Regions from separate parts of the Drosophila melanogaster genome. Here all the other regions are linked to region 1. Evidence: chromatin contacts called from public Hi-C data. All regions are on one chromosome and are shown on one strand. The core of a region is the stretch at or near the end of the contact, and the rest is flanking DNA. Distances in the headings are between cores, read along the strand shown. Region 1 holds the start of tsh (teashirt). Region 2 holds the start of ttm3 (tiny tim 3). Region 3 holds the start of CG34173. Region 4 overlaps CG2528.

What was found. A called contact is a pair of places that touch in the nucleus more often than the background predicts.
Region 2: a Hi-C map of the Kc167 cell line shows a contact between it and region 1, with 2.0 times the contacts expected there. A contact is called at or near these places in 27 of 107 Hi-C or Micro-C datasets (the Clone 8 cell line, the Kc167 cell line, the PNm cell line and 12 more) and 1 of 7 datasets of targeted methods (the Kc167 cell line).
Region 3: a Hi-C map of the Kc167 cell line shows a contact between it and region 1, with 3 times the contacts expected there. A contact is called at or near these places in 4 of 107 Hi-C or Micro-C datasets (the Clone 8 cell line, the Kc167 cell line and the S2 cell line).
Region 4: a contact with region 1 is called in a Hi-C map of the Kc167 cell line, with 2.6 times the contacts expected there. A contact is called at or near these places in 8 of 107 Hi-C or Micro-C datasets (the Clone 8 cell line, the Kc167 cell line, the ML-DmBG3-c2 cell line and 5 more) and 1 of 7 datasets of targeted methods (the Kc167 cell line).

The regions. Positions count from the first base shown.
Region 1 is chr2L:21,824,928-21,831,896 of dm6, forward strand. It overlaps tsh (teashirt), which reads left to right and starts at 3,666. Exons shown (of 3, transcript NM_078891.3): 1 at 3,666-4,931. The coding sequence starts at 4,879.
Region 2 is chr2L:22,076,575-22,083,543 of dm6, forward strand. It overlaps ttm3 (tiny tim 3), which reads left to right and starts at 3,058. Exons shown (of 1, transcript NM_136286.3): 1 at 3,058-4,164. The coding sequence starts at 3,114. The coding sequence ends at 4,145.
Region 3 is chr2L:22,050,135-22,057,103 of dm6, forward strand. CG34173 reads right to left here and starts at 4,168. Exons shown (of 2, transcript NM_001103717.2): 1 at 4,038-4,168; 2 at 3,700-3,983. The coding sequence starts at 3,978. The coding sequence ends at 3,841.
Region 4 is chr2L:21,973,505-21,980,473 of dm6, forward strand. It overlaps CG2528, which reads right to left. Exons shown (of 4, transcript NM_001316405.1): 2 at 5,818-6,100; 3 at 1,425-4,299; 4 at 1,245-1,371. The coding sequence ends at 5,906. Among named protein-coding and RNA genes, the nearest start is that of CG2528, 16 kb to the right of the region's middle.

The sequences.
Region 1 (6,969 bases), core at 2,416-4,915:
ATGTACATATATCTTGTAGGTCCGTAGGTGTATTTGGGATCATCTGCTGAGTTGTCATCCGCTCGCTCAGCCACCGAAATGAACGGAAACAAAAACGTTGACACTCGGACACTGATGACTGCAGCTCGCCACCTACTTTGATAATTTATAAAAATATTCATAATATAATATTTGCAGTTTTAAGCTTTCCTTACACCATTCAGAGCATACTTATTGAGTGGTTAAGCAGATGATAGCCTGTTCACGCTCCTCTAATTAATTGTCCATTATTTGATTTGACGTTTTGCCACTTTTGGATTGCGTCATAGTGTTCAATTAACAGTGGAAAATGATATGGTCGATTTCCTCGACTATTAGATAGGAAAGCGATGAAAATTGTTTTTTTTTAGAGTTTATATCATTTATTATTATTCATAAGTCAGTAGGAATCGTTCAGGAAAATATTTAAAAATTTTCTTGGCATATGGATAAAATGCCAAAAAAAAAACGGTCAGATTAAAAAATATTGAAAATCCAAACAATTTCTAACATTGATGGCGTGACAGCATTTGGGTGTTTTGTTGACGTTAGAGGGAGGAGTGGCCAATAATAAAAAGGCAAATAATAAAAATAAAATCACTAATAACTAATTGTCCCTATACGATTAGCATAGTGCAAATGAGAAAAATGCATAGGAAGCACATACTGCAGGACATTCTGCGTGACAATAGTCTCGAATGCTGTTGTAGCTTTAGTGAATTCGAATTCCACATAATAATTTATCAAACGAATTTTAATGATCGAAAGCATAAAAAATTAATGGGGCGCAGCAAAATCAATAGATGACCCATCGCGAAGAGATCTCTCTCACAGTGAAGGCAGGAGAAAGAATATTTAATAAAAATTCCCAAATCAAATTATAGAATCGTAAAAGTATTTATTACCACGGAGACCAAGAGGACTCAGATGGGGATGATACTGGAGCCCCAAAAGCAATGCTCCCGCCCCAGCACCTCTTCTTTAGGTTTGAGTGGATCCACGTGATTTGATTATTATCGGTTAATTGGTGGATCGTTAAATCTTTTACGATTCGTTTCTCAGCCTTTAACGGAGCCCGTTCTGGGAGCAACAAGTGCAGCGAGGATTCCCATTGGATGAAGACTCAGTAAACAATAAAAACAGCGGCAAAAGCAGAAAAAAACGAGCGAGTTTTTCGCCATTTTCGAGTTTTATGGCTCCACCAGGCATTCGTCAAATATTGGTAGATTTTAAGTTCGGATTTTGATAGTGTGGGTTTTTCGTCCACTAATGAAACTTACGCGCAAATATGCAAACCAAATCATCATGTCATCATTAAATCAAAGAATAGAATGAACACCCTTTATAATAGGAGTCATATGTCGAAACAAAAATTGGTATGGTTAAATATTGTATATGCAAAACGAAATTTAATTAGCCTCAAGGAATTTAATTGCATACCAAAGTTATAAATATCGATAAAAACTGGCAAAAAATTAAAGAGATATTATTTGTACATATGTATGTATGTATGTACATGTACTTTACACTAACGCATGTCTCCCTTATTGTGATGCTAACTTCTGACTTAAATCAATATACAGCTGTGTTCATAAAAAATAGCAGTGCTTTGCACCTGCGAGTTTAATATAGAAAAATCCTATGATTTACAGTTTTGATGGGCTTTTTTTTATAATATCATTAGGTATTTAATTTCCAACAATTCAACAAAAATTTCACACTTATTTCTTTAATAGTTTTCTAAAATATAGATCAAAACAACATAATAGGCAGATATTCTGGTGTTCACTGAAAGAGCAGTGCAATAAAAAAATATTAACAAAATTCAATTTGACTTAAAACTAACAGTTTTTCTTATTAATGTGTTGGATAGCCTCTGTTAGCCACCACCTACGCGGCTTGGAGTCCACCAGGTCCTGGCAACGTTTGGGGGGAATTTTTGCCAATGCATCCTGCACAACTTGCCAAATCTGAGCCTTAGACGTCGGGGAATTATTCGTCACATATTGTATAATGTCCCCCCACAGGTTTTCAATCGGGATTAAATCGGAAGATGGTGCTTGCCACGGCATTGCATCTATTCTATTTTGGGTGAACCTTTTCTTAACCGATTTGCTTCTGCCATTCGGATCATTATTCTGTTGGAATTTCCATTTTAAGGGCATATTATAATAAGAATATGACAGTAAGACATCCCTTAGTATATTTACACATGCGTTTTGGTCTATAATACCATAAATCATATGTTATGGACTCATACCATTGTAAAAAATAAACAAGCCCATACCAGTATTGCAGGTCCACCGTGATTGAAAGTCTTCAGTGGGTGTTTTGGGTGGTACTCGGTGTTTGGAGGTCGTCAGATATAACCATATGAACCAGTTCCACCAAATAGCACTATTTTTAACACATCAGTCCAGGGGATATTACGCCATTTGGAGACTGGCCAGTTTAGGTGGGTTTTAGCGAAGTTTAACCTTGGCTTAAAATGCCTTGGGCTAAGTAGGGGCACCTTTCGTGGACTCCTCGCAACTAAATTTTGATTCAGTAGTCGTCTCCGTAAATATGCATAGGAATCAAGGCAATGCTCGGTTACCGGTTGATAATTTTATAGAATAATGTATATAATGTTTTATAATGTAATGTATTATAATGTATCGAAAGTTACTATTTTATACGTTTGTCAATTTATGTGAAAAAGTACATGCAATATATAAACTTAAGGTAACCAGGGTCGGCACAAAGAAAAATATTGTAGATGCACTTATTAGACGTGATCTTGAGTATTAATGATACTAGTATTTAAATAGTATTCAATGCTGTCATCTTTTAGACTGTATAAAGGCACTTATTAAACCAAATTTGTACTTCATTCGGCTTTATACTTTCATATGTACATCAATGTTCTTACACAGCCTTACATTCACGCATTCACAAACATTGACACCTTGCCATGAAAACTAATAAAATCGCGGCATTTTGGCACATTTTCAGAGGAAAGAACGGCCGGAGTGTCGCTAATTCAATTGTTTTCGCAGCCAAAAAGAAAAGTGGAATGGGTTGATTTCAAGTGAAAATTGCCCCAAACCACTTTTCCACTTTTTCACTCTCCTACTCGCTCGCACAGCAATGCAACGAAACAAAAGAAGCGAGATCCACGAAGAAGCTGCAGAAAGGCGAACAAAAGTTGACAGCAGAGGGTATGAAGGAAGGTGAGCGAGAGGGAAGAGGCTAAAAGTGACGAGGGCGAAAAGCTCAGAGAGCAACAACTACTGTTTATTTTGAAAAGAAATAAAAACAGAGCAGGGACCGACACAGTTTGAGTGGCTGCGAGCAGGACGGCGCATGCGAGTGAGAGCATTTTTGTTAAACTGTCATAAATCTTAATTGTGATGGAATCGGATTCGGAATAGGACAAAAGAAGGGTGACGAAACGACAAAACAGATTTCACACACTTTCGGAGCAAGCGAGACGGAGCGGTCCCACAACGCTATCTCTTTCCCTAGCGATTTCCCCTGTTTCAGTTCCAAGCGTTCACTTGCCAGCACAGGGGAAAGTCTGCGCTCTTGTCGCTCTCTCTCTCTCTTCTCTCTCGCGCTCTCTTTTGGCTACCCATCGGTTTCGGGTTCTTTTCGCCAAGAGTCAGTCAGTCGACAAGAAACCGTTACTGCGTACGATCGTGCGAAAAAGCTCGGCGCACTTGGAAAAATCGTACGGTAATTAGTTAGCCGAGTGCCGGCGAGTGCGAGCGAGAGAGTAGCACATTTAATCACGCTGACAGCCAGCTTGTCCTGCAAGGGTGTGGGTGGCACACACGGCACACACAACACACACACAAGTGCGCAGCCGTCGCCAGAACGCAAAATCGAATCAGAAATTGCCGTCGCCAAAACGCGGGCTTCGTGTTTGCTCGTCAACAGCAGCGCAGCTTCCAATCGCTGCGCGTCCGTCGCGTCGCTTCATTTTTTCATCCGTATCAATCAGTGAAGGCAGAGCAGCAGCGCCCCGTTGTTGTTGTTTGTCAGCTTGACAGCGACGGCAGCGCAGCAGCAGCGCACCGGCAGAGCACCGCAGCAGAGGCTAGTGACGAAGGAACCCGGCCAGCGGGATTCAATCGCCTTTGGACTTTCGTTCGAGTAGTGACGACGAATCCGGATGAGAAGACGCACGCATCGCGACCCGCGGTTCCGCCAGAACAGTGAATTCTCAGTTTAAAACGCGTTTTTGGGGGAGGATAGAACGAGTGTTTTCCAGGCCGCCATCATATCTAGTCAAAGAAGCAGAGGTTTGATACTCTCGAACGCAAATGCTCGATCAAGACTGAAACATACGAGAAACATACAACTACAAATGGTTCAACAAAGTATACGTAAAACTACCACAAGCTAAACAAAATATACCACAAAAATATATTTATTACCAAAACTAAAGATAAACTATTGCAAATATTTACATTAAACGGTATTTAATTCACCAAAATTACACTACATACATAATGTAAAGCCAGTTACTTAAATCAACAAACCTTAACGAAGTATACGATTCAATGCAATTAATAAATTAAATTTAAATCAACACAAATTAGGAATTAAAAATACAAACGCCTCGAAACGTCATTTTTTGTCTGACATACGAAAGTTTATAAATTACAAAATCCAAAAAATATAAATTAATCAGTTATACGCTGCAACAACAACAAGTTATACTACAACGTACCAAGTGCAAAACAATAGATTATATGATCATTGTGTCAAACTAAAGTTAAGTTCCAAAATCCAACTAAAATCCTCGTTGTTTGCTCCAAAAAGAGCAAACCATCCAAGTTCCAGCAAACCGTCAAAATTCAGCAAAATTTAAAAATGTTACACGAGGCTCTGATGCTCGAGATCTACAGACAGGCGCTAAATGCCGGGTAAGTGTTATATGGAAGATTATTTCCATAGAACAGTGAAAGATGTAGAATTAAGAAAAAGATTCACATGGCCTTATTCGGGGGATTCAAAAATGTGACTACTCTGGGTATGAAGGATAAACGAACTGAGATTTTACTACCAAAGTGCATCAAAGTGTTTTTCATTATGAAATAGTGAAATATTGAATTCTTAACTAAAAGTGGCCATACTCAAAATATTCACATATAAAATAATTACATTCATCTCATTCAGTTAATATTATTTTTTTGCAATTGCTTTTTATGTGCGTTCAAGTATCTGGTTAAATAGAATATTATATATACCAAGTATATACGACATATATTGAATATAGAACGTTTTCAATCAAAATCAAAAACCATTGTCATTGTGAACTGATAGCCGAACTTGTTGAAATAGTATTGCAGACTCTCAACCACAAATCGGCCAAATAAATATATCAAGAAACTATGATTTCATGGCATTTGATGATTGGCATTGGCGGTTCGGCGTAGTCGCACACCTGTCGTTATAAATTCAGCGCCTCGCCAATAGCGCGCCCATATATCACAACACCCACCCGCAGAACCAAGAGTACTGAGTTCACGACTACGAGTCCAGACCCTCGGATCGGGAAAAGCAGAACTTGATTTGAAAAGGGTGGCTGGCAGGGGAAATCCGAAAATAACAGAAAAATCGCCATAGTTCGATGATGGGATACTAACTTGGGGTAAGCGTTTGTGTATCTGTATCTGGGTTTCTCTGAAATTATGATTAAACAAGTTCAAGATATTTTTCGAACTCGCTCTCGAACAGTCACTCGAGTGAGCCTGAGTCTGAGCAAATTAACTGAAGGCTAAAAACGGGTTTTATGACACTATATTTGCGGGGGCGAGGGTATTCGGGGGTGCATCTGGAGTATTAATAATAAAGTGCGACAAATTGTCTCGCTCTCGTTTGATTTGCATGCAGATACACACGAATTTTCAAGATTTTCCAAGGCGATGACGTAGTCGAATTGAATAAATCATGCGAAAAAGTGAAAAACTCAAAATACGCTACGCTCTGCTTGCCATCTTTTCCATTCTCCACCCCCTCCAATTTCCCCGTGTGCGCCTATTACCGGAGAGATTTATGTTCACAATTTGCCGCTGGCGTGTGCGTGTGCGTGTGGCTGTATCTCCGGGTGCATGTGTATGTTTAGTAATATTTACTCTGCTACCTTAACGGATTTGTCGTGCCTTAGATTTGCTTTAACAGGGACAGTGTGTTGTATTCGGCACAAATAGATATACTGTTATTAATAACCTTCATTTCGCAGTATATAGTAAAAATATACTAGGGAATAAACATTTTAAACAATAATTCTACTATAAAAAAATTCAGATCGGTCAACTCATATTTATTTATATTCTCACCTGAGGTCCAACCAACTCTCCCATATCACACCAATGGGTGTACTCCCACTATTTTAGTTAGCCTGAGCGTTACGGGTGCATATCAATATGCAACTCTCTCGATTATTAATGAGACATTTCAACTTGTAATTAACTGCACTTGCTGGAGTTGCGTATAAATCATTTTGATTTAAGCCTAATCGAATAACGAGATTTCAGATTATGATATGCTGGCGGAGAAAACTCGTTGCCAAGTATTTTATACTAGTCAAGCAAAATAATGGAGAAACGAGCCGCTAAATGGGTTGTTTGCGGGCTCAATCGCCCCTTGCAATCTGGATAGCTAATTAGCGGTGAGTGATTGCGCGGTGTGTGTAATAACTATCTTTGATAAACTGTCACCTGGCAGGTGACTGAGTTCAAAATAAGCTGCACATGAATCAGATTTTGTTCCGACGTTCCTTAAGATATCATCAATATTGCGCTAGGCCGGATTTGTTAGTAAACAATCCATCAATTAAACACTGACTTTCTGATAGGGCCCAGTGACAAAACTCCTCCGAATCAAACAACTTAATGCCGGTTAAGAATTTCATTTTTCGGTGAACGATCGCTCGTCACACAATAGCACATGACAATTACT
Region 2 (6,969 bases), core at 1,808-4,307, 250 kb after region 1:
TGGAACTCAATTCATGGTGTTTTTTTTCATTATTTTTATCCCAAGACTTGCACTTACTATTTACATAATGAGCACTGACCAAAGAAATAAAAAGAAAGAAATAAGAATAAGAACAGAATCCACTCTTGTATACAACCAATGTCCCAATACAACCAATGTCCCATATTCACATAATCAGCAATTTTCACAAAAATTTAGTCTTAAGCTGAGATCAAAAGTGTAGTAGGCTTGAGGTACACATACATAATATCAGTTCATAATAGCAACATAGTATATAAACATTCAGTCATTGTTCGCTTTCGGGTGGCATAGCAACAAGCATAGAGGCAGATCGCAAACGGAGAGGGAGTCAGTCGAATGCTAAAGCTAAACACGTGAAGTATCAAATAAACCAAAGAGGCCAACTCCTGCGTTTGTGTTTTATTTAGATAAGAGGATATATAGTACCCCTACAAAAGAATAGAGACGAGAAAACTATTTTCCGTTCATTTTTAATCTTAGCGTTGTCCTTAGTCCACTGACGTGGCATTAGTTCGCCTCAATAAAATACAAGCATTTCGCCGCCATATAGAGGTCCGGCCGTTTCGTTTACACTAAAAAAATCCGGCTATATTTGACTTTTGGGATGGTTTTTTGCACTTGGCTGTTGATCAAGCACTGATCAAGAATATATATTCTCAAAGTGACTGAAATCAGTAAGGCCCTTTGCACTGGCTTCAAAATGTAAAAGTTTAATACAGAACTGTGATGTGCTGTCAAATGACTGCTGAACAAAATATTGAATATCAGATCCCAGTTACCCAGATAATGTCCCTGAGTATGTGGGTGAGATGTGCAATTAAGAAAGGCACTGCATCCGGGATTGCACACTACTAAAGCGGAGTTGGCAAATTTATAATAAATAACAGAAATTAAGAAAAAAAGTTGAGCCAAAAAATGAGAATTTTTTATGTTTTTGAAAAAAAAAAATAAAAATGATATAAAACAAATTTAGGGGATCAGAAACTTTTTAAGATTTAAGACACGACTGATCTATTCATACATACAAATTTATTTCGCTTAAATCGGATTGCATATAACTAAGTTACAACGTTTCAAACCTAAACAAATAGTCAAACCTATTCAGTTGAGCGGCACTGTATTTGTACATGTACAACCGCGACCAGAAACAGTTTTCGCTTATTCAAATAACTCTTAAGCAGCCAATTTGTCTAAATGGTTTGAAGCTAGACGCCTCTACTGATTACTAGTAAACGTAATCCTTTTTATTGGACTTTATTGAGCTAGTCTGTCTTTTCCACAACATTTGAGTAGCACTCATTTTCGCATAAATTGCGGAACCGATTTAAATACTCCAGCAGACCGAACCAATTTTGAAAAGTGATTAAATTTAACTGGCTAACGAGCTGAACTAGGAAATCAGAAATTATGAACCATGAGAAGGACAAAAGCCAGTATAGCACATAGACGAAGGCAATGACAATGAAGTGGGTATTGCAGGCGGCAGAAAAAGGCGGTACCAGCGAATGGGGATGCAGGAAAGATGGGGAAATGGCAATGGAAGTGGAACTGTAGTTCCAGAAGGACATGTGCCTGCTGACTGCTTAAAATCTGTGCGTCTGCACGCATTACAAACGAATTACGAGACTCGTTGGGCAATTGCAGTTCATTGTTATTTAATATGTCGCCCGTTCAATGGCGGAAGAGACGAAAGGACCAGCAGGAACACCAGGAGCCGAATAGTCAACGAGAACACGGTTGGGAAAATTATACTTTATGGCGCCAGGACACTGGATACCAGCACAAGGGAGCAGCAGACGCAGGCGGCTTGACAGTGATTGCGATACAAACGATTGCCAACGTTTCCAAGTGGATTATTACCTCATGCCAATTATCATATCAACGATACACAGGCACAGGTCTCGGTAAATGGGCAGAAACACACACTGAGCCACACTCGAAAGCGCAGGACACGCCAGGACGTGGCACATTGGCTGACAAGTGAACCAGCCCAAACTTCCAGCGCCCATCGCACTTTACGAGGTGTTGACTGTGTCGGCATCTGGCAGCTTCTGTCGCTCTCTCTCTCTCTCTCTCTCTGTCTCTCAATTGGGCTCTTGCGGAATTGCATGTACAATTTTAAATGGATTTCGATTGTTTATGACAAATCGACTATCTGAACTGGCATTGCTTGATTGCGACCAGCTCCTCTACCTGGTGTCCTGCGTCCACCTGAGCTGCTTATGTATGTACGTTCCGATTTACGATTAAGTCAAATTAGTAATTATATATTCAAAAGGGATGTGAGTGCTGTTCATATTTGGTAAATCAAAAGAAAACACCTCTTTACGAAGTAAAAAGCAAGTGACGAATAAAGCGTTGGATACGGTAATTATAATCAAACAGCATATTACGTACGTATTAATCGGGCTAACAGCTGCTTTTATTAGAGGGCCGGCAACCGTCCTTCCAATTTTCGTAGTCAAAAGGTAACAAAGTCAGCAAAAATTTTGTATGCGTCTAGTCCAAGGTAACATTAATTTTGGCCCTAGGATAAATGGTCCCACCTACGTTCCATCGACCGCTCAATCGCAACGACAAGGAAAGAGAGGGCTGCGATGGGCTCTTCTGAGGGGGTTTGATCGTTCTTCCGAAGATTTTTTAAGTCGACGGGAATTCTGGCCATGCATATCTGTCAGTATGTCTGCCCGGCTGTCTGTTCGTTTGAACGTCTAAATGTCAGAAACAATAAATGCTAGAAAGTTTAGATCATGTCCACGTCATAGACGCAGCGGAAGTTTCTTTCTTCAACGGAGAGCAACAAATATTTTGATAAAAAGTGTCGAATTTAAATAAAATATATTTAAATATATGTATATATTTAAATTGTTTAAATTCTAACTATAGTTTCTGGTTGGGATCGTCACTACTTTTTACCCTTGCGTGATGTTTTTTTTTTCTATGCTAAAATAATGTTTGACTGTAACGTTTCCTCTTGTTTTTATTAAATATATAATTACCACGAGGGTATTTACTTTGGGTATATACAAGTTGTTAGATTCGGTGTTTAGTGCTTAGTGTCTTAAGTCAATAAAAAATAACGTCTAGCTCAAATGCATAAAATTGTTTGGTTTGGAACTTTAAATAAGTCGATTGGCTACATCGGTAAAAAGAAGACCTGTCTTCTGAGTCCATGCGAGAAAATATGCCTGAATTCAGCTAGAAAAACAGTACAGAGATGCGACAAAAACTATTCACCACCAAAGTTAAGAAGAATCAAGAATTTCTATACCTACAGTGTTGTGTTGGGGAGTCTCTTCAGTATAGTCATGTGGGCCATCTATAAGCTGGGCAAGCCCGAGGAAGACCATCGGGGTCCCATAGAAGATGAGTTCAGTCAGCTTCCCTGGTTCCGCCAGTACATAATGAGGATGTGGCACACACTTCAGTATTATGAAAAAATGATGGAAGAGCCCCAGATGGCAAGGCTGCTGCCAAATGTTGTCCCACCGCCGTATATACAACCTCCCTATTCACTGGTGCTGGAAATCAAAGACGTACTGGTGCATCCAGATTGGACTTATCAGACGGGGTGGCGGTTTAAAAAGCGGCCTGGTGTGGATTACTTTCTTCAGCAGTGCAGTCGAAATTTTGAAATTGTGATATATACTTCTGAACAAGGTATGACCGCATTCCCCCTTCTGGATGCTTTAGATCCCTATGGCTACATAAAATATCGGCTAGTAAGAGGTGCCACGGACTTGGTAGAGGGTCAGCATACCAAGAACCTCGATTATCTTAACAGGGATCTGAGCCGTGTGATAGTGGTGGACTGTGATCCGTATACCACTCCCCTGCATCCCGATAATAGCTTGGTGCTCACAAAGTGGCTGGGTAACGATGATGATGTCCAGCTCTTTGATCTCACGGCTTTCCTGCAGTTGATTGCCGAACACCAAGTAAATGATGTAAGGGAGGTGCTGCGATACTATCGCCAATTCGAGGACCCCATGGAACAGTTTAAGGACAACCAACGTCGACTGCAGGAGCAGAGTCAGGAAAGCATTCAGAATTTACCAACTAGTGAACGTCAGTGGAACTTAACTTTATTGGGACGCTCCCTTCGAGGGTCTTCAATCAAATAAATTTTCGTTTATGCACCTTATATCTATTGTAGTAACGTCTTGATCTTGGAAACTAAAAAATCTAGTCATTAATCTAGTAATTTAAATGTTCAAAATTGTTTACCTTTTTTACATTTTATTATTTGTTTTAATTATTTTCATTGTTTTGGCAGTTCGACAACCACAGAGGTTTCGATTTTTATATCCGTTACCGAAGTTTAAATTGGTCTACTAGATTTACTGCCAAGCTAAACACAATTATACCCATTACAGGTTGAGTAAAAGGGTATACTAGATTTGTTGAAAAGTATGTAACAGGGAGAAGGAAGCATTTTCGACTATATAAAGTATATATATTCTTCATAAGGATCAATAGCCGAGTCAATCTAGTCATGTCCGCCTGTCCGCCTGTCCGTATGAACGTCGAGATCTCCGGAACTATAAAAGCTAGAAGGTTCAGCATACAGATTCTAGGGACATTGGCGCAGCGGCTTAACTCGAAAGTACGGCATGAGATAATTTTTATGGAGATGAAGAGCTCTGTAGAGATAAATATATTGAAAGAAATCCTTGAGGGTCGCAGATATAATTACCCGTGAAGCGCATTATATCAAAAACATCTAAAAAATCTATATTGTAATTATTATTGAAAGGCTTGACTGCCATGTGTCCAGATTATTTTATTAAACTGGTAAGCGGTAATGAAACACATGTTAGGTAACAAAGGGACACCCAGAGGGGTCGCCCGATCGCACTGTTGCTGCCCATACTATCCTTTTCGAGGCACTTTACGATGCAAAAAGTTTAAAATTTATGCGAACTGAACCAGGTGGAAAGGGTTTAGCGCTGTAGGAGTCAGATGGACATCCGGAGAGTAGAGCACCACTTTTGTGCTTGACCCCGCAGCAGCCTGCTTAGTCTCTTGACTACCGTTGGCAAAGCCGGAATGGGATGTACGCTTGTATACGTATGTGGTCGCCTCTTCGGTGGTGCGTTGTTATTTTATGGGACCGCCGCCACCACCATTTGCTATGAAAGCATTTCCGCCACCGGCAGCACCAGCGACAAAGCCAAGGAGCAGCATGGAGTCCACTTTAATTTTTGTTTTGTTCATAATTTACGCGACGCAACATCAATTAAGTACTTGGCCGGAAAAGCGCATACCTGCAGCTGAAAAAAGCGGTCATAAATTTGCACCCTAAAGTGTTGGCGAGTGTTGGGGCGCCAACCCGTCCCAAACAGCAACGTACATCCGCCATTCCATACAGGATTCGGACTCTTAAAGAACGCTGTCGTCAGCAGTGGTGGGGGGGGGCGGGGTGTTGTTCCATAAGCAGACCAGATGCAAGGTGCTGTGGCATAAATAACCAACGACCATCCATTTTAGTGTTCGGATCTCGGCGATCCAGAAATATCTAACATTATAGATAATATACATTTTTGGCCGACAGCAACAGCGAACTTTTAACCCGGAGGTACCAGACAACAGGAGATTATTAATCCGCAGAGTATACATAATTCGTTGAAAAGGATGTAATTTTTAATCAGAAACAGTACCACTTCGATCCGGCTATGTCTGTCTGCCCGTTCGTATCTAGGGAACTATAAGAACTAAGAAGTTAAGATTAGGCATATAGGGTCTAATGAACGTTGCCACACCCACTACAATTAATGGTTGTTACTAGTAGATATATGCGAAATAGAAAAATTAAATAAAAGTTGTTGCCAAAGCACATCAAATGGACATCAAATTAAAATTGATACTTTTCAACGAATCTAGCATACCCTTTTCTCTACCAGTAACGGTTATAAATATTACGCTAACGACAAAATTTACTTATTTATTTAACCATTTAATCCTTTCGCAGGATGCGACAATCAAAAAGGTAAACGAATGGTTTGCTGCACCCATCCATTTATTCACGCACCATAAACTAGGCACGCATTAATGTGAAGGGACATTCGGGACCGGTAAAAATAACAAAACAAAGTGAATACTTTCTCGACTATTAGATACCCGTTACTCAGATTGCGGGAGTACAAGTGAGTCGTTCGGCATATCAACAGAAATTCAAGAAATTCAAGAAAAAAATAAAATTTATAATTAAAAACACTACAATTAAAGACAAAACATGTTTTAGTGCGCGTGTGACAGTATTGGGCTGTTTGTGGATTTTTCCTAGATATGTAAATATATATAAATATTTTCAAGATATCGATCGGAATCGTCTATGCAAATGATTAAATCAAAGAACAAGTTCAAACGTATGGGCTACGGAATGTGGACATGTCTAGGTCGATTCGCCTGGTGATCCTGATCAAGAATAAGGTGGGGAACGCATCCATTTACCTGTTATATATTTTTTGACGAACCTGGTGTACTCTTTAATCTACGAGAAACGTATATAATAAATGGGGCCATAAAAATCCAACAGCGGCGAGCTCGACTTTTTTTTCGATTTGAGGCGGAGAAGACCGGAGTTTAAACGGTACCAGAATGCTTTGCGATTAATTACGCATTCCATTTAAAATTGGCCACATAGATAGGTGTACAATAGGGCAGATTTGGGGGCTGCGGCTGCACCGCGACCGAAATATTTTCAACCATTTGCCAGATTTTGAGTGCAGCCGGCGCAACATAGATTTTGGCATTGTCAATGCACTGCAATTTACGCAACAATCGCAATAAACATTGGTTCATTTGTTACGCAATTTATTTATCCTAAGCACTAAAATTTGCCTTTGCAGCCCCCTCCCTCCACGAAACAACACCCCCCCACCACCCTACCGTACACTACCAAAGCAGAAATATTGTTCGTGGGGGTTGCGGATGGTGCATTAAATT
Region 3 (6,969 bases), core at 2,918-5,417, 230 kb after region 1:
GTTCGTCTTCTCATTTTTTTTTTAATTAAAGAAAACTTTTCAATTCAACAGCACTACAAATTTTGTTGTCCTACCTTTCAAATTATGTAAGATATTCAAAACTGCATTTTGGGGCGCAAATCTGATGAAACAATATACGTGTCCAATTTTTCAAAGATAACGGTTCTTCTCAGGACCCCTTTTTTATCCTCAAAAAGAGAGGGAATATCAGTGAAGAATAAACAATAACATTGATAGATTTTCGTGCAATGCCAAAATACAGAACATAAGAAGAAACGGAGCCATGCAGGGGGCGCTAATCTGCATATCTACAGTTTTATTATTAAAACTTAATATCTAAGCAAACACTAAGTTAAGTATACATTTCATTAAGTCTTCAGAAAATGCCATGTGTATTTAAGACGTCAAATAAACTGAACTGATTTAACCTTTATCTTTCGTATCTTGCGTGCACGAAAGCCCAATTTCCATAAGGACTTTTTACCCCTTCGCAAAAAGCGAACAAGCTGAGATTCCTGTTCAATAACTCACCTAGTCAGCATCTTACCCTATACACCCTTTCAAAGCTTAACGTAAAATGAACATTTAACGCCTCATTAGAATCGGGACATCAAGCTATCCTAACAGCAACCGCCGACGTATCCATCTCTGGGGCAGCTCTACTCGAGTCAGCAACAAGATGCCGGCAATGAGTTAACTCCGGCATAAACAGAATATATGACCGCAAAATCCCAGAAGCGCCTAGCAGGGAATGAATATTAATGAGATGTCGTCAGTCTTTCGTCAAATTAAAACACAGCTCCAACGGGCCAGAACGGTGAGCTGGGACCGGGTGAAATTGGAGATGGAGAGTAGTCCTCACAGGAGAGGACACATCTTCTCGGCTGTTGTGCGCGCACATCCTGCGGTAACTTTTCTAATTGTTGTCAGCACAACGCGAATAAATCAGCAGCCGTGAAGCTGGGCCACTACAACTAGCTGATGGCATGGTGGAATTTCAGCAATTTGTTTTCCTCTAGTTGAGTCGAATATTTCGAACAGGGGTGGTTGGATGAGATGGATGGGGAACAGCACTTAACCCTTTTGGGCAATGTGACTCTGCCAGTCACCGCCATCGTCACACGTCAGCGCACTATCATCAGCTTGTTTACACGCATAATTATGTGTGCCGGATTCCGGGAATTGCTTCAGGCTTCCGGCTTGCCCACTCCATTTGGACTCCTTGCCCTGAATTATCCTTGCGGCTTTTGGGGGCTACCACGCCAGGCGACTTAATGCAACGTGACAGATTTCTCACTTGAACTTAAGATGACGGAAAATGTCACAATTTGATGCTGATAATATGCTAATGGGGTTTGTTTGTTTGATTTATTTATATGCAAAGAGAAGGTTTCGACGCCAATGGGCAAAGGGAGGACAGATAAATTGGTATTTAATATGGAAGTGCTTTTTCACCTTATATGAATATATCGAGTTCGATGAATTAATAGTAGGTATTTAAAGTCAGTATTTTAGGTAATATAAATATAAAAGATGTTAAGCTGTCTTATTTCAATAAATGTTAACATAGCTTTATACCCGCTACTCCTGGAGTAAAAGGATATGCTAAAAACGTATGCTACAGGTAGATGAAAGCGTTTCCGGGCCAACAAAGTATATAAAATTTATCTTTTCATCATTATCGGCAATACATTAGACTACTAACAAACAACTAAGCTTCAACACTTGCTAATAATTTTGCCTGCTTAAAACGATTATGAATTTGCGACTGCATTGTGACGGGTAAGAAATTCGCGATCAAAATAATAAAACAAGAGAAAATGCTATAGTCGAGTTCCCCGACTATTAGATACCCTTTACTCAGCAGCTAGTGTGAATGCGAACGAGAAATTTAATAATTTTTCTTGGATATCGATAGATATTGGGAGAAAACAATTAAAAATTGGGCGTGATTGATTTGGCGGCTTCAGGACGTTCTAGTGGGTGTGGCAAAAAGTTTTTTGGCAAATCGATAAAAATTTAATTATATTAGTCTAAAATTATGAAAAAATATCAAACCATTTTGGAAAATTGTGGCCGTGGTTTTGGGCGGTTTTAGTGCGTTGAAGTGGGCGTGACGCTGAATCTCAAAATTCTAGCTTTTATAGTTCCTAAAATCTCAACGTTCATACGGACAGACAGACGGACAGGGCCGGTTCGACGCGGCTATTGATCCTGATCAAGAATATATATACCGTCGGAAACGCTTTCATCTGCCTGTTACATAGTTTTCAAAAAATCTATTGTAGTATACCCTTTTACTCTACGACTAGCACGTATAATTAATTTTATTCAATTTGGCTAATTAGGCTTTTGGAATACACGACTGTTTAGCTTGATTTCATTTTTTTGACATTTATACATTTCCAATATCGAGTCAACCCTTAGCCATTCAGATATATTGTTAACAACATTTGTGAAATAAAATCTTTTTTAATGTTTTACTACTATGTAGGTAATCTAAAATTTAACCATAAATTAATATTTATAATTAAGCCTTTTCGTAAAATGTGTATTCAATGTGTCTAGTGGCAACGTACAAAAGTTGTAATATCATATCATATTTTTAAAATATTCAATGTTTCAAACTGTAGTAAATTTTTTCTTATTTGTGTACATAAATTAGTGGTCTTCGAACACTATGGTGCTACTCGTCACTATCTTTTTCCTACCAAGTTGCTAAGACTTCCCGATTAATACTGCAGGTATACTGCAGGTCGTTGCATACTTACAGGCAACGACATTAATATGGAAAATACAAGTAGCATTTTAGTACGAGGTTTAGTTTAATCATTTTCTTGTTAATTGCGCTGTTATGTTACTATTACTGCATTGTATGTATTCATCGCTTCTAAATACATTAATTAATTAATTAAAAAACAAATGGCATTTAATTGCGCTGTTCAACTACTTTAAATAGCACCCAGCGTCCACAATTTGTTGTTATACCCGTTAGTCGTAGAGTAAATGGGTATTCGCTAAAAAGTGTGTGATAGGCAGAAGGAAGCGTTTCCGACTAAATAAAGCACATGTATTCTTGATCAGGATCAATAGCCGAGTCGATCTGGTAATGTCCGTCTGTCCGTATGAGATTCAGCATACAGATTCTAGAGACAAGGACGCAGCGCAAGTTTGTCGACCCAGTTTGTCACGCCCACTCTAACGGCCTAAACACGCCAAAAACTGCCACGCCCACATTTTTAGGCAATTTTTAATTTTTTTCTCATTTTATTCCCCAATATCTATATCGATATCCCAGAAAAATGATGAAATTCGCGTTAGCACTTCCACTACCTGAGTAACTGATATCTGATAGTAGACGAACTTGACTTGAGATCGGTATACTCTCTTGTTTTAATTTGGGCAATCCGACCTAGAAATGACCGCCTGTTCTTATGAACTCCGAATTTTCGGTAACTTCAAAGGCTATCCGGTTGAGATTAAGCATGCAGACTGAAGTGGCGGCGCCCCAAGTTCACTTTAAAAGATCGTCACGTCCATAGAAACACCCCCAAACTGAGCAAATTTTCTGAAAATGTTTTGTTGTTTTTTATTATTATTTCTTATACCAATTTCACTTAATATGCTAAGCATATTTTCGGACACATTCTGTTAAAAATTTGTTATTGCTAAAAAAATGTATTTACAAGTCGATGATCTCAATTTTAGCGACATATTTTTTTGTTTTTATTTTTAATATAACACCTAATTGTTATTAGTTTATATTTAAATATTTTTAATATATATATTCGGCTTTATCTCAGTCAAAACGGAAGTACACAATCGCATCCTTGGTCTTGACTACGATAATTTCCTCACTATTATCGGAATAAAGCGGATAAGGGCACAGGTGACAGCGAACACTAATATATTAGCACGGACCTCATCTTTGGAGCGCTCCTCAATTCTAATCGGCTCAATGGACAGTGTGCGAAACATCTTGACTGCAGATGTACGCAGAGCTTTAGTTGCTATTTATCACCGTTTAACATACTTACATAGATTGCTTAACTAATTTAGAAGATTTTGTCTTTCTTCACTTATGTGTTGTGGTTGGGTAACCTATTCAAACGATTTAAATATAGAACATAGGCGGGAAAAAATCAGATTATTGACACAATCTCTGATAGATTATTCAATGACAGTCTGAGTGTTCTGGCGAAAAACTAAAGTTGTTTAGCTTATAGTACACATTATTTTTTGATTTTTTTCACCATTATGAGAGAATTTTGAGAAAAAGGACCTCAAAGTTGCAAAATAAAAAGTAGCAAATACCTAGGGCAATATTAACGTTATTCGTTAATCAATTACTGTTTGCGTGTTTTTTCGACTTTTGAAATCTACCCGGAGTCTGAAAGAACTAAATCTCACAGAAATTTTTTTGCAAGTTCTCCTTAAAGATTTCTTTAACTTTTGCGGAAAAGCCTGCGGAGCGCTTTCAGCCATTTGACCTAGGGATCCCCGCAGATGTTAAAGAAACACTAAACTTCTTTAATGCTCTTTACTTGGATGGATTATCGTTGTCATTGACAGCAGAATTGGCAAGGCCTTGCCTAAAAAGAGATCCTGTTCCTTGTTCTCCTTTGTAACTCAACGTTACGTAATACGTATCCAGATTTTTTTATATCAATGAACCTTGGCGAGTCATAACGACGGATAAGCTTCCATTACTTTCTATACATTATTTAAGGGAATATGTCTTAGTAGAGATATGGAGTAAAAAGCGAACAGGATGATAATTCCGACCGCCAGTTTGGTTTTAGGCACCACAGGATTTCCTGGACGTTCAGGAAGCTTTCATCCGTGGTTTGCCTGATGGCTTTCTTTATAAGTAACTGCTTATTTATAAATAGCTTAAAATTGGCCACAGCAGTTTCTTTTTTAAGGGAACACCATTCCATAATCACCACAGGCGCAGTATTTGGGTCTGATCCTGGACAAGCGGCTCGCCTGGAACAGATTACAATGAAAATCGCAGCTTTATGTCGGGCTAACTTAACTGGCTGCTTAAGCCAACTAGTAACCTTAACCATGGTGTAGACAAAAAGGACTTATACGTTTCCAAGCTCCTAAATCAGTCATAGCTTTTATTCTCATTCAATTAAAAATATTATATGTGGAATGATACGTTCTAATAAATATTCTTTAAATAAATTTAGAAATATTAAGTTGTATTGCACGTTAAGTGAAGTTAAGTCACGCTTTAAAAACTTAATGCATAAATAGATTGTGTGTTTGTATTGTTAGTAAAAATATCTGCGTATTTCGCTCAAATTGAACAAGTTCACATTTTTGTAAAAATAATAAACAAACAATAATCAAATATAAATACTCTTTTTGTTTCTGAAGCCTTCTTTTGTCTCCCGACCACAAAGCATCAAAGCGGTTTATCGGTTGCAATGCCGATGGAAACGCTGGACTGGGCCTAAGTCAAATACCGTGTTGTGGGCCCATTAGTCCGAGCAGATTCCGGTGCACATTATTTCTGGCCACGGCACGTGTTTGAACCGCAAACAGATTCATTTTTGCAGTACCGAGTCTCGTCCGATGAGGACAACGAAATATGAGTAGGCGGCTGCTACTAAGGGCAGTTTGCGCATTCCAAGTCTCGGTCCAGGATCCGTTGCTGGAGCTGGAGCCGGAGGCGGTGCCGGAGGAGCACTGCAATTCGTCCTCGGGGTCTTTTTGGTGTTAATAATAAATAAACGGACCGGCCGTGCAGCAGGAGTCCTGCCCGTGTTTTGGACACACTGTAGCGGATTTTAATGGACGAATGCGAGTGCAGCGGCGGAGTGGAGCTAAAACCCATAAGCCATACCCGGAGCACACCTTTTCCCAGGTGCATGTGTGACACCCGAACCCTTCCTACGTTTCTGCCTTGAAATACAGCATTTGCTCGTCCATCTTTTGATTTAGCACCGACATAAAAATGATTTATCAGTGACATTAAAATAATGCATACTGTGGCGCATTTTATGTGCGAATGGATTTTCGCGCCTTTTTGTTCTCGCACTATGAAGGGTGCGGGGCGAAGTGGTGGAGTCGCTGCAGTCGCATTTACCCCTTCCAAAAGTTGCCGCCCGACCAGAAGCAACCCGCGGCGAAAGAGGCGAGGCAAGGGTAAATCATATATGAGGCATACGGGCTTCTCGAACAACCGTCCGTCCGTCCTCCGGTCCACATCAGACCTTGTGTGCCGCCGTCACCCGAATGTTTTACGGCCGGGGTGTTTGTGACCACTCTCCTCCAGCTGCATCAGGCGGGTTTGTGACTGGGAGGGGCTGCATGCACCTATCCGGAACTAGAGCGTCCTCTGGCTGCTGTGGCATCGTGAATGTAAACTTTTGTGCGAATATTGCGCACTCGTTCTGGCTGCACTCAGAGAAAGTCTTGTGCCCCAAATGACCCGAACAATAAAAAAAAAACTTTGAGGTGTTCTAAGAGTCAAACAGATCTTTAAGTTTGGTAAGTGAACCATTATAGCGACAGCTCACTTTAAACAATAATTCTCATAGTCGAAGAGCGATACTTGCTCGACTAAACGTGCATTTCGTTGCTGTTTGAAATGTTCCATAACTTGCACCCAGATGGGTGACACAGAACTGCGAGAGCGTCGATGCTGGCTACTCGTAGCAGGCTATCAACTGGAACGTGGCTAGGATTCCCTGCTACCGAAATGGACGACAGCATATGGAACTCATTAGAGAGGTCCAGTGTGTGCGAGTTTAATGAGGACGCCACAGGAGCGAGAAGAAGGCGCAGGCGCTGGACTAGGGTGCGGGATGCAGGGACGCTAGAGATGGGACAGATACAAGGGACGTGGACACGGATATGGATGTGGACATGGGCAAGCACATCTGCAGACGCCGCTGATTGCCCGGTCCAATCTCAGTGGTCGCACGATTCCCAACTGCCCGTGGCCAGTTGGCA
Region 4 (6,969 bases), core at 2,612-5,111, 150 kb after region 1:
GGATGTGAATGTCCTTTCGTGCCCCTGCTGATGATGATGGTGATGACGATGATTTACTCTGTCCGTCTGCATGTCCGCCTACTGTGGGTGAGGGCGATTGCTGTGTCCGTGATGCATTTATGTCACTTACTTGAATGTTGCAACGCATTTTCGGTCACCCGAAGCACAAGCACACACGCAGGACAAATGACCAACATAGCACCACCCACTGGTGGGCAAGGACATAGAGGCACGAGGTCAGAAAAGAAGGGACTCCGCACCAGAGACTGAAACATGTTGCGTTGTTCGCACCAAAACCAAAAAATGTCCTTGACACTTAACTCACGCTGCATTAATGTGAACTGAAACTGAATGCACAGTTTCTTTGGCTTTAAACAGGCACAGTGGGCCTATCATATACTCATAGGAAAATTGGCGTACTATCCTATAGTGTATAGATTACTCCGATTAAAAATACTTATAAAACTGTTCCTTCTTCATTACTAACATTGGATTCGATGCACTTTGTGTTGAGGGACAAACCCATATATAGTTTTGAAAAAGTGCACTTCAAAATCCCTTTCCAGCTATGACCTTTTTATCTCGCGCTATATCCTGCCCTAGAAGGGTTTGAATGTTACCCATGTTTATCAACACTATCAACTCAACTCCCAGAATCCAGCTAACTGCCCATAATATCCCCGTCGCCGTCGCCATCAACAGACCAAAGTGAAGTGCAGGCAACACATTGCACTCCCATTCCAGCGGACATGTTGAAAAAGCTCGTAAATTACTGGACAATGTGGAGTGGCGATGCTGATTGGAGATGAAGGCAGCACGGGCAAGAGCAGGGACGGTCATGCCTGGAAAATATAAACATCAACAACGTCGGAGGGCCAACAACTAGAACAACAACACCCATCGCTCATGTTGGTGATGATGCATTTTGCGGTCTGTCACACCAAATGCAATTTGACGGAGCTGTGCAGAAACTGTTTTTCGAGCTATCAACCAATTTGGCCACGGCTGCACGCCACGCCACATAGTGTCCACAGGTCTGCTAGTTCTGGTCCTCAAGTCTGCAAATGTCCTGTGGAACGGTGCCCATTCCTCTTGGGCCTCTCTAGCTATTTTTGGATCCCCTACTCTAGCTTTCTCTACGCTCAGAAAAAATAAGTACGTTTAATTTGTACAGTGAACGGAAATGTTTTGTATTGTCCAATTAATCGTAAATTTTAATAGCACAAACCTTAGTTTTGTTAGTTGTTCAGCTACGGAGTGGTTCACAGCCTCGATTTATATTTTAAAAAGCTTGTAAAAATAAAAGGCATAAAATGTGGATTGTAGAATATCATCGACAGGTGTCACACTCTTCAAACCTATGATATGAAACTTAAAACGGAGTTTACACATACTAACTAATTTGTAAGGCCAACAATACGTACCGTTGATACACTTCAGATTTCCCAGCACCGGCCGGGCCTTTCTTTACTGCCCATTTTTGTTTTTGGGTTACTTTTCCCTTCGTGTATTATGCTTTGCTAATCTTTTGTGAGTGTATTTTCGTGCGTTCGTGTGAACGGAATGGAGTCCTGGTTTATGTGTTTATGTCGGCGGATGCATGTCGTCACTGCGTGAAATGTGTGTGGCAGATGGGGGATACAGCCGGAGTGCCCTTCTTTCCTTCAAACAGCCCAGGAAAAGCTGGGTGCGGGCTAGTTTTGAAATTTATGTTGCGTTGGTGAGTCGGTTTTATTTCCAAAGCATTTTTGTGGTCGTTTTTGTTTGTTATCTGTGTAGCTGGAGCAGCATCATGACCATTAACTGTCCATTGTCCACGTCCACATGTCACAGACAAGTCGAGCACTTCACCGTCGGCGTGAAGTAAATGTGAGAAGCGCGAGTAAATGATTTCAGCTTGAATTATTTAGCCTTCTTTCAGGTGTGTGCTCCACCTTCGGAGCGGCATTGCGAGAAATTTGATATGCATCGTAAGCTCATAAATCATAAATTGCAATTAAAGGATCTCCGAGTTTAACGAATTAAACAAATTACAATAAAATGGATTTATTTATCGATATACCCACCCGTCTATGCGTTGTGCTTTTAGCTGACTCAGTCCACTTCGCACCAAAGGCTCGGTCGAATTCCGGATAAATTTATTGCCGATCATCATGCGACAGGCAAGTGGGTAAATATGGTTGAAAAATATTTGTGCTGTCTACAAGAAATTATTTTTTGTCAAAACAGGGACTTCTACTTGATATATCTTATATATACATATATCATCAATCGGTGATACACTTTTTTGAAGTTTACAGATCCAATTATAAAGAAATAGCAGCAAATAAACATAGACATTAGTCAAGGATGGAGGTTCCTGTCATTATTTATACTTAAATACAATTGTGGAGGAAACCCTGCAATCCCTTCGTAAATGGTAGGTTTGGTAAGTCACAAACGAACATTTTATTTCTTTCAATTCATGAAAATCTGATTTGCCTAGCAGTTTTGCAATGTAGCATCTTCGTTCTATTTATTAAGCTTCCTGTCCGCAACAGAAATTGGTTATTATATGGCTAGGATTCTCGAAATACTTCGTAGTGTTGTCTGATTTGGGTAAACCCACGAATAGACAGATAATCATTCACAGAAGGCTGGGAAGTTGCTCGAATACCAAACGGAAACGTTACTTTTTCCGGACCAAATTATCCAATTTTGTTCACTTGATTGACTGCACTTTTGATGCCGCTGCCAAGGCCACAAAACTTCAATGCAGATGCAGCACTCGCACTCCACTAACCGTCCCTTACTCTGCCCATTTGGTCTTCAGTACATGTGGCCAGCACCTCGTCCATATCCTCGTCCGGAGTCCCTTAATGGACTTTCGCAATCAGCTGTCAATGCCTCGCCCAGCATCGGTTCGGTTATTTATTTTTGCTTCAGTGCGAAGTGTCACCGACTTCGCAGCGCTTCCATCAATCAATCGCTTCGAATTATAAATAACCAAAACCTCCTCGGGGCTGCCGTCCGATTACAAGAGTGTATGAGTGCACTCAAAACAATTTGATCAAATCAAAACGAAAGAGTTTTGACCTTTCGATTTGTGTATAAGCGTCCAAAACTCGAAAAGCGTAATGCATACATACAGAGAAAATATTAAACAGTACTACGTTTAAGTTTATGCATTTAATTTTTACACTGTCTATCATTTCCGATAAAGAAAATTGAATGGTTGTAAGTAATATTAATTCTAAGGAGCTAGTTTGGATATACATATATATAATATAATAATAATCTAGCTTTAACATTGGTCCTTGTTTAAAGCCGGTGGTTTTTTTTACAGTGTTGATTAGCAAAGAGTTCCAAGTCACGTTTTAACTTACATTGCAGCATTAAGTGATCGGTCACAAAACAATAGATAGATATTCTTTTCTAATTGGGCCAATTTTAAACCTTTGTTATCCCTGTAACATCCACTTCGACGAATTAATTAATACCCTCACACCTATGCCATGCACAACCAACTGTTGACCCTTGTTGACAAAATTATAAGGACAGTAAGGACTCTATGGATCGCATTTTGTAAAACGTAAAAATGGTAATGGCTTGTTGCCATTGAGCTACTCAGCTAGAACTCAGTTGTGAGGCTGTTAAATAAAGATGCTATTAGCACCAACAGACTTCTTATACAAAAGTTGGTTTGTCAATGATGTTTAGTGGGGGAATTTAAGTATCGCCTCCAATAGTGTACTCCCCAATAAGTAGTCCCACACGAACTAAACAAAAAACCATCTGAGTGGACTCTCAGTATGTTGAACACAAATTAATTCGAATAATACCTTACACAGCTTTCACTTGGGCTTGCTTATCTCACATGTCAAGTGCGTCGAATCCATCATGTTGAAGTCCGACTTCGCCTGATGAACGCGCCAAAGCCTCATCGACTAGAGTATCGCAAGTTTAATAATGAGAAAACCATAACAATTCGACAAGAGTGTTTTTAACATATCATTGCGCATTGGCACTTGAGCATTTGGCTGTGTGCAGGCCATTTTTTAAGTGTCTCGATAATGTCAATATCATCGTTCGTCTTGGGGTGTCTCGATTCCATATCCAATTCCATCGAACTGAGCCGGATTTCACCGGATTGACAGCCATCAGGCATCAGAAAAAATTCGAATTAAAAAAAAACGCGTAAACAGAAATTGAATTCATACGCACTCGAAATTGAGCTCAGGATTTTGATCGAGTGCAAGTTGTAAGACTGTACTGACACATACAAAAAAATGATATTCTTCTTCGTTAGCACCGTATTTCCTATTTAAATAAAAATATAAATAAATATAGATATTTTTAGTTGTATAGAAAAGTATAAAAAGTATATAAGTATAGTATATAAAGTATATATATTTCACTCCAATGACAACGAAACACGTTTTGGTATGACAAAAATTAAAGATAAAGTTTTTTTCCCTGTGCAGCCCCATAGTCACTCGGGCCAAGTCGATGCCATCAATGTCATTATCAATATCAACAACATGATTGGACATAAAACTGAAAACGAAACGCATGCTCCTCGGGCGATGAAAATGAGTCGAATCGATCTTTCGACCATCGCGATCTAGAATGTGTAAACACAACCGCACTAACTGCACTCAATCAAAAACTTGATTATTTTGATATGCACAGTGCTTGAGGCCCTGCAGCCTCCCCCATTAATAATTTCAGTCAAATCGGTCGGGGAAAACACCAACGGCACTAAGAACACATGCACTGCTCTAAGTACCACGGGCCTACAATAACAAGCGGCCCTAGTCTCGACCAAGATTGCAGCTGCGTCGGAACCGACTTCTACCTGAACTCCAACTCCGGCATCGACATCTGCATCTCAATCTGCATGTCAGCGTATCCATGATATTCGTGGAAGCCGCACTTGAGCGCCTCCATTGAAAATAAATACTCATTTTATTGCAGGAAACTATCAACGGGCAAAGATCGGTGTCACGCAAACATTTCATCATTTTTCTGGCATATCGATAGTTATTGGAGAATATAATGAAAAAATTGGTGGCTTGTGGGCGTTAGAGTGGGCGTGGCAAAAGTGGTGTTATTAAATACATCGAGATATGGATATAAGACTGATACAAATAAGAAAGAAGATCAGAATATTTTTCGTACCAGGTTTGGGCGATTTGTGTGCGTTGGAGTGGGCGTGGCAAAAAGCTGTTTTGGCATATGATTAGACGTTAATCTTCTGATCTATGTATGGACTTTGATCGTAAGCGTTTCCTTCTTTCTTCCTTGTTACATAATTTTTAACGAGTATACCATTTTACTCTCTATGTAACGGATATAAATAAGGTAAAAGATATGGGATTAAAATTTTATGCGTTCGAAAGACGACAGGTTTAACGAACGTTAAACGGGTCGTTTTTTGGCTACTTTATGATATAATCTTTTATGATGGACTCATTGTAAAGTTTAGACTAATAAAAAAAAGAAAACAAAAACACCTCCGAACAAGGCAAAAAACTAGTGCCGATCCTACTTTTAATACATTCTTTTACATTCTACTAAATAAATAAACTACTGTACTGCCGTCCTCACAGGGAAATTTTAGATAAATAATTTATGTAAAAAAAAAATTGTAGGGCTTGAACTGAATTGGCCTAAACTTATTAAATGCGGTGCTTTGGTTCCTTAATAACTGTCAAATGTTTGCTTTATCTGCTTAGAGAAAATACACAGCTGTGTAATGTTGAGGAAATCGTCAGCAATGGCAGTATTTTGCTCACTGGTTATTATTGTGTTACTTTTTCTGCCAACAGCGCTTACCGACATCTGTTCTAAAACAATCCACGCAAAGTTACTTGTTTAATTCCCATCTCGCCTTCGTTTTAGTCTGGCCCTATATCTTTTGCATCTAGGGCCATAAATTAGCCGGGCCAAGTGCAGTGTATCGATACAAAAGCCTTGTCTCGGATCGTTTTTGCCATCTTGACAGAAGAGTACGTGAAGTTCGAAACCCAAAAGCTAAGTCGCCAAGTTCCTTTCCCCTTATTTTGAGTTTGGGTTCTATGCACTTATCTTCATTTATAAAACTGTTTTCGGGACGAATCTGAAAATTAAAAAAAATTAAAATAACTAACTTAAAATAATTAAAAAAACAAATCATTTAGTGTAAAGTAAAGAACAGGTTAACGATGGATACATTTCAAAAGATGAGACTTTGATAATAAATGTTCAAGAGGACATTATATATTATTAAAAATAGATATTAAATAAATAGATATTTATAAACAAACCATTCGTTAACCTAATGCAATTAAGTAAACCAATAACAAGGCAATTTAAGTGAATCAAGATACTTAAGCGCTCCAAGTCCCAATCTCAAGTTCGTTACCTGTCAACCCCAGGATTCCAAAGTCAAAATAAAGGACGTCCGAGGGAAAAAGCCTTGCGTGTAAGTCGCACTCGCCTATCAGTCAAGAGCAATCTTTCTTGGGCAACGCACAACAAGCTGCTTTAAATGCCGGCCAAATTTGAGAAGCAGAAAGATTTTAATTACATGTAGAATACCACACTACAGGACCATTCGACTGGGCCTCGTCCAACTGTCTGGCAATTATTTACATTAGCACGATCACAACTCAGAGGCACTGCACATGCATCATCGTGTTGCGATGTCGATCGGGATCTCCAGACACCAGATACGAGATCCCGCGCTCCATAGCCCATACTTCGGCCAAAAGCCAGACAAGAGTCGCTGCCTGTGTGCTTGCCATGTATGCATATTAATTTATTGGAATCATGTTAGTGAGTCGATATTGATATAAATCCATTCTCGATCGCGGGGCCCCGATATCCAGAGGCCGAGAATGGGATTCGGGATGTGTAGACCCATGCTGGGACACTAAAGTTGGCAGCAGACATTACAAAACGACTAAGCCTCTCTCGGTCCAGCTCCAAAGTCAGTGGGCAGACCAG